Linked DNA regions of Oryctolagus cuniculus: all the other regions are linked to region 1. The links are chromatin contacts, called in public Hi-C and Micro-C maps. All regions are on one chromosome and are shown on one strand. The core of a region is the stretch at or near the end of the contact, and the rest is flanking DNA. Distances in the headings are between cores, read along the strand shown. Region 1 holds the start of TPM1 (tropomyosin 1). Region 2 overlaps TLN2 (talin 2). Region 3 has its middle 6.8 kb from the start of CA12.

Region 1 (3,275 bases), core at 149-2,648:
AGCAGCAGCAGCCGAAGGGGCATCCAGTGCTCTGGGCTACGTGCATGTGTTCAGCACAAGGAGGCAACCCTTCTCCATTGCTTTCAGGCCCCTATGGAGACCCCCAGAGTAGCCGCTGGGGCGCGCGAGGTGAGGGAGGCGGTGTGAGCGTGCACTTACGTCGGTGGCCTTTTTCTCTGCCAGCTCCAGCTTCTCCTGGGCATCTTTGAGAGCCTCAGAGTATTTGTCCAGTTCATCTTCAGTGCCCTTGAGTTTCTTTTGTAGCGACACCAGCTCATCTTCCAGCTGGGAGTTGGCCGCGGGGTATGGGGAGGGGGTGGTGGTGCAGCAGGCAGCGTGATCCCGCAGGGGCGGGGTGTGGGTGCACAGAACCAGGACAGGGACAGCGGGAACGCGAGAGGGAAGGACAGGGAGGGAGAGAGAGAGAGAGAGAAGAGAGACAGTTAGCCAGTCGTGCTGGGCGCCTTGCCGCGCGCCCCGGTACCTTGGCGGCGGCTTCGTCGGCGGCCAGGAGGCTGTCCTCCGCCTTGTGCAGCTCCTCCAGCACCCGGTCCCGCTCGTCCTCCGACGCCCGCAGCAGCTTCTCCTTGGCCGAGATGTCCTCCTCCAGCTAGGGGTGGGGGGCGGCGGCGGGCGCGGGCGGGCGGCCGGCACGGACCGGGTGTTAGACACACACAACACAGGGGCACGCGTTGGCTGGGGGCCCCTCCAGCTAGGGGCGCCGCGGAGCTGGGGTTCCAGGGGGCCCAGCTGAAGCCAATGCGGAGCAGAGCCCGCGCCTCCCCTCCCCATTTCCCAGGACGGGGCTTCAGCCACGGTCTCAGCCTTGTCAGGTCCACAACCCCCGGGGAGCAAAGCAGCGCCCCGGTGTGCCCTTGGGTGCTTTCTGACGCTTAGGAAACAATTCCAGGACTCCCTTCTTCCGCCCCAGAGTCCCCGCCTGAGTTTGAGGCTTGGTTCTCCGCGGTCGGAAGGTCAAAGACCTCGACGCCCCCCACCCACCGCCCGCCTAGAGTGACACCCGGTCCTGGGACTCAAGTGCCTTCAGGACTCGAACAGACTTCGTGGGCTGTGGGAACGTGAGCAGGGACCTCGGTGTCCCCGGACGGGACGGAAAAGTGAGAATAAGACCCAGGCTGGTGCGTGCCCTTCCCCTCCCAGGCGCGCGCCCCGGCCGCCTCGGCTGGGGGCCGGGATCGCCGGGCCGACGGAGCGCGGGCGCTGGGCGGCCGCAGGGCCGGGGAGGTGCAGACCTGCTTGCTCCTGTCTTCCGCCGCCTTCTTATCGGCCTCGGCCTGCTCCGCTCGATCCAAGGCATTCTCCTTGTCGAGCTTCAGCATCTGCATCTTCTTCTTGATGGCGTCCATGGTGGCGGCGGCGAGGGGCCCTGAGGCTGCGGCGGGAGCGGAGGGAAGAGGCGAGCGCGCTGGGGCTGCCGAGCCGGAGTGCGAGCGCGAAGCCGCCTGCTGCTCCCAGATATGTACTTTCCCAAGGGGGCGACCGCATTCCTCAAGACAGCCAATACTTTTTTGGAAAAGCTTTTTCCTCCTGCCCCCTTCCCCCTCCTCCCTCCGCCCGGGCCCCCTCCCCGCTCCTCCCGCGGGGGCCGCTCGCCCATTCGCTGCCGCCCGCCGGCCTCCGGGTTGACGGTGGATATGACTATATATGGGGACCCGAGCCGGCGAGGCGGCGGCCGGGCGAGGCCGCCCTGTTTCCAAACCTGAGCGCCGGGGAGCAGGCGCTGAGGCCTCGCCGGGGCAGAGAGGCGAACCCCTGCCCGCTGCGCCCCTCCTTCCAGAGCCCGCGCCCTGCGCTCCCGGAACCGGGACAGGTGGCGGGTGCGCGTCGAACTCTTGGGGTCGCCGGACCCCAGCACGCTCGGCGGGACACCGGGGGTTCCCTGGCAGCCTGCGCCCACCCCCCACACCCCTCCACTCTCGGCTCTTAAGTTCTAGGCGCTCTTCAGTGCCTTCGGGCTGCCAGGTGTCATCCAGAGCACGCAGGTCTTGAGAAAGTCCAGCGGAGCGGAGGAAGGGAGAGCTGGGAGGAGGGTCCAGGGGTCTCTCCTGGGACTCTGCTGGTGCGGTCAGAAAGGCAGAGTGCAGCCCAAGGATGGCACAGGACCTCTGTCTTTTGTGAGCTCTTCCCCCAAGAAGAACAATCAAGCACTTTAGGGACACAGGAGTTTGTTGGCTTAGTTTTTCTCTCTCTCTCTCTGCATGTGTGTGTGTGTGTGTGGGGGGGTGTTTTAAGGAGGGTGGGTGCCTGGGAGCTTAGGGGGAGAGAACGTTGAGTTAAAACTTGGGCCATGGGAGCTTAAGGGGAGAGAACATTGAGCTTAAACTTGGGCCATTTGGTCTTTGGTCTCTACTGTGTCACCAGCAGGTGTGTGATCTTCATAAGTAACTCCGCCCCTGCTGCAGTTTCTTCATCTTTCAATTCAGGGGGAAGCGGACCCCTGAGGTCCCTCCAGACCTAACTGTTTGTAAATCAGTGTTTTGCACTGATTGTAGAAAGCCTGCCTCTTTCCTGGCAAGGCAAGGCGCTCCGATGCTGGGTGGCCAAAAACGTGGGCTAAATATCATCCTGGCTAAGCCACTGTGTCCGCAGCTGTACTCTGGGGAGGGAAGAGGCCCAGCTCTGCGCTGGGAGCCTGCCTGGAGGCAGGAGGGCTTCCCTACACCTCTTAATTTTAACTCCACTCCTCCAGTCCCCAAGAAGTGGGGGAGGGAGGGGAACCTGCTCTTTTTCAGAGCTTCAGTGGGAGGGGAGGAGCCACCCCAGCTCAGCCTGAGTGAGCCCAGCAGAGGCAGGGGTGGTGAGGGTTTTGTTAACAGTCCCCCTGGAGTAATTCACAGCCTGTACTGCATGGACACTGAGTATTCCCGGGACAGCACGTCTGAGCAGATCGCACAGGCCAAACAACTTGTAAGTCCTGCAGAGCATGATCAGGTCCCCCTCGGGGATTTTATCTGTTTTTTTCCACTGCCCAGAAAGGACGAAATGTTCAGGACAGGAGATCTGTGTGCGAAGGGGCTGTATGGCACAGACATTCATCAGAGAGCTCCTGCGTGCCGTGTGAACACCCAGCTGCCCGAACACTGACAAAGTGCTGGGCCTGTGGACAACACACAGACAATATGTGGATTACATGGAGCTGCGCTCCAGGCCCGGGGCTCAACGGAGGGGCAGGAAGAGGGAGTCAGGAGTTAGATCCTGAGCTCAAACCTTTTATTTATTTATTTGTTTATTTATTTATTATTTGACAGAGTTAG
Region 2 (3,616 bases), core at 76-2,575, 260 kb after region 1:
CCCCATTAAAGTTTCAGATTCAGCCTGCCTCTTGATGCCTTCCAGATGCATCCAGGTTAACCCTAAGTACTCAAGGGTCAGAGTTCATCTAAGAGCAAGAGCTCTAAGGATCATCGATCCCTCCGTGATGAAGTGCTGCCAGTCAAGGAGGGAGAAGTGGTGGGAGAAACATTCGCAGGATTTATAAAACAAAGACGACCTTACAGTTCAAGTTCCTGCAAGGGAACCCACGCTAACCACTGCAGTTGTGTGGTCTTGGACAAATGAAGCTCCTGGAGCCTCAGTTTGCTTATGTGTGGAAGGGGGACTAATGATTCTTATCTCACACGCTGCGGTGGCCAGGGAGAATGCAACAGAACCCACACAGCTTCTGACCCGTGGCTGCAACTTGAGAAGCAGCTCTACCACTGCTTTCCAGGGGCACAAAGACAACCCAGGGCACATTCACGAAGGAGGGCAACTGAAGCAACACGGTCTACGTGCAAATGCAAAGGACACTCTGTTCTACCAGAGGAACGTCTTAGAAAGGGAATGCATTTGTAAGACTATTCAAACAGATAAGGGCTTAAAAAATGCTAAGCTTCTCAAAGCAACGTTAAATGTTTCAGCAAACATGACCCAACTTCCCGAGACCACAGGGTGATCCAGCCTTCTACCAGTGTTGATTATAAAGGAATGTGGCTCCAAGACATTCAACTTGGGGTTTAAATTGGCAACTTTCATGAAGCCTTACTTGAGCCTCAAAAACCCCCTCAATTCCCTGCCTGCCCAAATGAAAGTAAAATGGAGAAAACCCGATGGCTGGCTTTGTGCCTTGAGGGAAATGAAGAGTGCCGCCTTTATGAAGCTTTGGATCTGATTTCACTCGGAGGGGGTCTAAGAAATAATGATCATCTTTCCTTACTGCCGAAAACTAAGCAAAACATCCAGATTCTTCTCAGTACTTAAAAGCAATTACCTCTGAAGCCAGGGCAAATATCATTTGCCTGGGATGGCTTTGGAAGTTAAAAGGGCAGTAATAAAACGTAGCTGACAAACTTAGCAAACACAGAAGGAAACACGAAAGGTGTGTTTGAGAGGGTCTTCTGAAAGCTGGTGGAAAATGCATATTATAAAAAAAACTGCAGGGATTTTGAGTTTTTTTTTTAATCCAAATCAACTTCTCTTTTGATTCTGTCTTTTCCCCACAGACGGTGTGAGGTGCCCTTGTACGACAGGCTGTCAGTCTCCCAGCTCCAGGAAGAGGCACTTGGAGTGGAAAGTTTTAGACAAGTCCAGAGCAGGCACCCAGCTCATCTGAGTAAAGGGCGGTGTGGCTGCCACAGGCGCTCAACTAACGTGCCTGCGAGCTTTGAAGACAACCAGTATGGCAAGTGGTTACGGCGGCTGGTCCTGAGACAAAGCTCCGGTTACCCAATCTTCTCCCCAGGATTGAGATCGAAGGGCTGTAGCTCCTACAATCTCAATTTCTTTTTTTCTTGTCCTCTTCAGTAACTGCACAGCTGCCAGAGGGCTGTCACTTTAATGTAGAGCGATCTTAACAAAGGTTCGAGCTTGCTATGGAAAAATGAGCAGATAAAGCTCCTGCTTGATGTTCGAGGGCACAGCTATGGCTTTTCCTGTAATTGTCACATTCTGGAAAAGACCAGAGTGCTGACTCCACACAGCAGACTGCGCGGCTGCCACGAAAGAGACCAGTTTCTTATTTGCCCTGGATATAAGTGTTTACACATGCTGTGATGTGGGATCCTTGTGGGTACACAAATAATCCCACAATCTTGGAGTCAGAAACAACACTACATTGCTTTAGGGATCTCCTAACCTTCTCAGTTTTCCTCCCAAATATCTGTCTGGCAAATGCACACAAAGAATTCTCCTTTGCAAACCGCTGGTAATTTTATATTCTCTCTTCCCCCTGTTGCTCCAGGTCACACTGCTTGTGTGTCAGGAATGTAAACTACATCTCAAGATGCAAGGGCAAAAAGGGAAAACCTTAATGAAAACCTCAGCTGCTCCCTGCGCAGGGCCAGCAACTCAAGCAACCAGCTGGGGCACTTTTTGCTGTGCATTTTTCTTTCTTGGCTGCTCTGCAATATTTTATATTTTTGCTTTGATGATCTGTGTTGCAGTAAGAAAATCTGCTTGTTTCATACATGGGCTGGGTAACTCCTAAGAATTCAGACATGGAAAGGGTCTTAGAAGGGAGATGGGGTCAGGGGTGCATTCCATTTTGCAAGGTTTCTGGGGACAAAGATCCAAACCTTGCTGTAATCACCATCTCTTTCTGCTTTTAATTCCCCTTCTCAAAGCCAGTCCTTTCCTGCATTGTTCCAACTCAACTTAACTGTAACAAAAGTCCCCTTACTCTTATTTATGAAATACAAAAATTACACATTAATCAAATGAATCACATGTCTAGGTAAATTATAGACTAGAACCACAGTCTAGTCTTACTAAAAAACAGGGAGTCTTTTTTTTTTTTTTTTAATTTGATGGGCTTGTGTCAAGAATCAAGTCTTGATGTCGGTCTCTGATAAGCTTCTTTCTTGGTAGTGACTTCACGTGCTCATTACAAACAGAATTATTCATGCTGCAGCCTAAATAATCATCCTGAAATCTCACAATGCAGGCGCTGTTAGGAGCTGAGTCATCCCATGCTAGCTATGTAGGGATGCAAGCACGTGTGATGCTTCTAGGCACATGCACGGTCACGCAACACGTTAGAAAGTCACTTTGCTTTGACTCTTCATTTCTGTAGCCCCCTCCTTGGGAGTCTTTGTTAAGACATGCTCAGACCTGACTCCAGGGAGAAACGGCAGCCCAGAGGAACTTGGGGACCATGACTATCGTGGCAAGCAGATGAGCAGCCCAGTCCTGACCTGTCGCGTCAACAACCTGGCTTACTGAGGAATGTCTTGCACATTCTGTGCTCAATAAACAGCTTGCTGGATCCCATGGCATGGCCACCTTTGTCTCCCCAGGGAGCCTGCCACCCACTCCACTGCATTCTCTATTTCAGATGGACCTTGTGTTCTTAAAGGAGCCATGGGTTCTTTGGGCCCCAGTCTCCTCCATGTCACTGGTGCCAGCAGGCTCCCTGGAGCTCTGCCCACCCTGGGCACCATCCAGTGACCCTCTCGGTTCTCAGAGATGCCAGAGATGGGTGCTTTCAGAAAGTGGCCTTGTGGGCCTAATGTTTGCCACTGTGAGACTGGTAGGGGAGCAGGCAATCTGAGGCCAAGCCTACACCAGGAGGTGAGGTAGAGGAAGGGACCCATGCCAGCTCTAGGAAAGCCCAAGGATAATCAGGCAAGAATCTGTTCCCTGAAGGTGGCTGCCTAGACAAGGAAAGCCAAGTCCCCTACTTGAGTGAGCCTTTGGAAATGTGTGTATTGTGGGGAAGACACCGGAAGCCCCAGGATCATGCATGCTTAGAGGCAAGAGGTGATGGGCCAGGCATAGGGGCCTGGCAGAAACTGCAAACCATGTCCTGCTGCTGGCTCTCAGCCAGAAGGCCCCAGAAAGGGGAAGAGCCTTGAGCACCGCCTGGGGCTACGGGGGTGGGCGCATGCACTGCACTGTACCAGGGACTATACTCAGTTCTAATTACTGGGCT
Region 3 (3,386 bases), core at 357-2,856, 360 kb before region 1:
AAGGAAGACCTTTCTCTCTGTCTTTCTCTCTCACTGTCCACTCTGCCTGTCCAAAAAAAAAAAAAAAAAAACATTTAATTCATATGATTGTCTCAGTTTGTAACGTACTTGCTGTTTAAAACACACACACACACACACACACACACACACACAAAAGAAAAACCTGAGCAATGCAGAAGAGGGATGAGTAAGCGTGTGCCCTTGCTTCCTGGTGAACCTCATCTTAGTTCCTTGCCCCTCGGACCCCTGCCTGGGCCCCCAGGACAGCGCTGACTGCATGAATCTGGAGCCCCGCAGCCCCACTGGGCCTGCAGGCTGAAGGATGCGCAGTGCCCGCCCCAGCCCGTCCGTGCAACAGCGCTTTCTGCTCCGCTCTCAGCCATGGCTTTGGTCCTTTTTCTCCCCTCAAGGAGCTCTAGGGCCAGAAGCAGCTCTTCCTCCTCCTCCTCTTCTGCTTCTTGTAAATAAGTTTTTCCTAAACATCTCTTGGGGAGAGAGTTCAGTGGGCCACGTGCTGCCTCCAGTCTCACCCCAGTCGTGTCTGCCAGGCATCAGATCCTGGAATCTTCCCAAGATCACCACGCGGCTCATTCTGGTGCAGGACCATGGTTTTCTTACTCCCCTTGGGTTTGGACATCTCAGATCAGCACTGTTTTCCCGTGGCTTTGCTCTGCCCACCTCCACAATTCTTCCCCACTTCCCTCTGCAGGCAGCTCGCTTTGCAAGACTCCTGTTGGTGGGGTTTCTCTCCTTCACTGTGTGCCGTGATTTCTTAGCAGGGCCTGTGCTAACTTGCTTCTTTTCTTTGGGGAGTAAAATGAACCCAGGGAGCCTTATCACAGGTCTGCTGCCTCCACTGGGAATAAACAATTCTCTCCTTATCAGCATCCATAAACTCGGTAATTATGGACTGCACTGTCCTTCTTAACCGACTCCAGAGGGGTTTACACATTTTTCCTGGGACTTGGTTGAACAGTCCCTATCATCAAAAGGGAGTGACCGCGGTACTTCCCCTTCCGCGTTCTCCCAGTCTAGAGAATTCACGGAGAGACATAGTCCAAGTTTCTGGGGTTCCAATTTTCTGATTCTTTTAAGAGTTCTAATTGCGTCTTGCCATGATTCTACCACCCTCAAAGTCATGGGGAGTGCACAAAACAGAATGGCGTAATACCAAAGGCAAGTTCTGAGTATCAGTCTCAGAACACAGAGATGTACCCATAAGTAACATTCAGCCCAAACTCTGACTCCCAGTGGGGAGGACATAAGGAAGTAGTGCCTGGGTCAGATTTCCTGACCATCGCAGAGGCTCCCCACACAGCCAGGCTCTCCTGGGGGACATCTCCAGTGGCTGGCTGAGTTGCCCCAGGCAATGAAACCACAAAGCCTTGGCTGCCCACCTGCCTCACCAGCCACCAGCTATCCCTGAGCCTTCTCGCAGAGTCTGAGATGAACCTGAGTCCTCCCAGGGCTGGCCTCTGGCCAAAGAGGCAGCTCAGCTCAGCTCAGCTCAGTTGCCTGTTGGGAAGCTCACTGGCCTTGCCCTGTCCATGCCACCTGGCTCCCAGCCCATGGAGCTCTTTGTCAGGCACTGGAGCGTAAGCAAGGAGGCTGAGCTCAGCATGTCGACTCCAGCCAAAGAGGAGCACAAGAACCGCCCCCACCTCCACCCACTCCCACCCCACAAATGTCTGTCCCTGTGCCAGTGGAGCTGAACACAGACGGAAATGTGAGCAAACGGGGGTGCTGTTGACTTTTCTTTGAAAGCACATGAAAGAGGCGGGCTGCTCATCCATTCCTGCAACTGCAGAGAGCCGGCGTGTCCAAGCAAGGGGATAGCACTAGCCTGTTCCAGGAGCGCGAGGCCTCTGAGCTCACAAGCGCCTCCCAGCTCCAGAATCCCAGTGAGCAGGCATCTCACATGGGAACGTGCTTTCTGAATCTACTTGTTTAGAAGGAAGATACTTGTGATGACCAAAGCTACATTCCCGGAGAGACCGGCGTGTAGGATTAGAGGGGATAGGACATCTGGAAAATCTCACTCATTTTCCTTTGAAAGTTCTCGGAAGTTGTTGGGGTTGCCCAAATCAGAGTTGCAACTATGGGGTAAAATAGTCCCCGTTCAGTCAGTTAAGGGCTTCCTACAGGAGAGAGCATTTGTGTAGTGCTTATGATAGGCCACTGTGCCAGGTTCTTCAGGTGCCTGGCTTATCTTATTTATTTATTTTCATTTCGTTTGAAAGGCAGGGAGAGAGGGTACGAGAGAGAAACCTTGCATCCATTGGCTCACTCCCCAAATGCCTGCGACAGTCAGGACTGGGCCAGACCAAAGCCAGGAGTCAGGAACTCAATGTGGATCTGAGACATGAGTGGCAGGGACGCACGTACTTGAGCCACCACCTACTGCCTCCCAGGGTGTGCATCAGCAGGAAGCTGGATCAGAAGTGGAGAAGCCAGGACTCAAACCAGGCGCTCTGCTAAGGGATCCAGGCACCACAAGCGAGTCTTAACTGCTGTAGGCAAAGGAGGAAACTGACATTTGGAGAGTGTGAGTGACTTGCCTGAGGTCATAGAGTAATGAGTAATGGAGCAGAGCTTCCAAAACTCTCTTCCTTTACCATTCTGCCTGCCTGATTCTGGGTGGAAGTTTTCAGAATTGAATTAGGACTCTTGACCTTGGGTTGGCACTTGTGAGCTTGGTCTGGGACTGTGCTGTGGCTTAGAGGACAGGGGAGAGAGTGGACAGTCCTTCAAACTGAGAATGAGAGGAACAGCATCGGGGTGGGCATTTGGTGTGGCAGTGAAGACACCCCTTGGCCGCAGAACATGGCCCAAGCGCTGGGGCCCCTGCGCCCACGTGGGAGACCCGGAAGAAGCTTCTGGCTCCTGTATACAGCCTGGCCCAGCCCTGGCTGTTACAGCCAACTGGAAAGTGAACCAGCAGATGGAAGATATCTTTCTCCCTCTGTGTGTCTGTCCTCTTTCTGTAACTTCTTACTTTCGAATAAATAAATACGTCTTTTTAAAATGCCACTTGGGATGCCTGCATCCCATATCCAAAAATCTGGCTCAAGTTCTGGCTCCTCCACTTCGGATTCAGCTCCCTGATAATGTGGTTGAGAGGCAGCAGGTGATGGCTCAAGTACTTGGGTCCCTGCCACCCATATGGGAGACCTGGATGGAGTTCCAGGCTCCTGGCTTTGACCTGGTCCAGTCTCGGCTATTGTGGGCATTTGGGGGGGGGGGTGAACTAGCAGATGGGTTCTTTCTCTCTCTCTCTCCCCTTCATCTCTCCTCTTTTGTTCTCTCTGCCTTTTAAACAAATAAGTAAAAGATTTTGGAAAAAAAAAAAAAAAAAAGAAAAACCAAGAACAGGATCTGGTCCAAGC

Evidence for each region. A called contact is a pair of places that touch in the nucleus more often than the background predicts.
Region 2: a Micro-C map of ear pinna shows a contact between it and region 1, with 5 times the contacts expected there. The contact joins the enhancer-like site here to the promoter of TPM1 in region 1. A contact is called at or near these places in 2 of 6 Hi-C or Micro-C datasets (ear pinna and an unstated tissue).
Region 3: a Hi-C map of an unstated tissue shows a contact between it and region 1, with 1.8 times the contacts expected there. The contact joins the enhancer-like site here to the promoter of TPM1 in region 1. A contact is called at or near these places in 2 of 6 Hi-C or Micro-C datasets (ear pinna and an unstated tissue).

What each region holds. Positions count from the first base shown.
Region 1 is chr12:86,060,883-86,064,157 of mOryCun1.1, reverse strand. TPM1 (tropomyosin 1) reads right to left here and starts at 1,398. Exons shown (of 10, transcript NM_001105688.1): 1 at 1,254-1,398; 2 at 160-285. The coding sequence starts at 1,367.
Region 2 is chr12:85,803,255-85,806,870 of mOryCun1.1, reverse strand. All of the region lies in intron 44 of TLN2 (talin 2), which reads right to left. Among named protein-coding and RNA genes, the nearest start is that of MIR190A, 36 kb to the left of the region's middle. Within about 2 kb of position 1,325, at least 1 of the 8 cell types and tissues checked has an H3K27ac peak or open chromatin away from gene starts, as enhancers often do. A contact at or near this core is called in ear pinna, where this site is marked.
Region 3 is chr12:86,419,486-86,422,871 of mOryCun1.1, reverse strand. No RefSeq gene overlaps it. Among named protein-coding and RNA genes, the nearest start is that of CA12, 6.8 kb to the right of the region's middle. Within about 2 kb of position 1,606, at least 1 of the 8 cell types and tissues checked has an H3K27ac peak or open chromatin away from gene starts, as enhancers often do.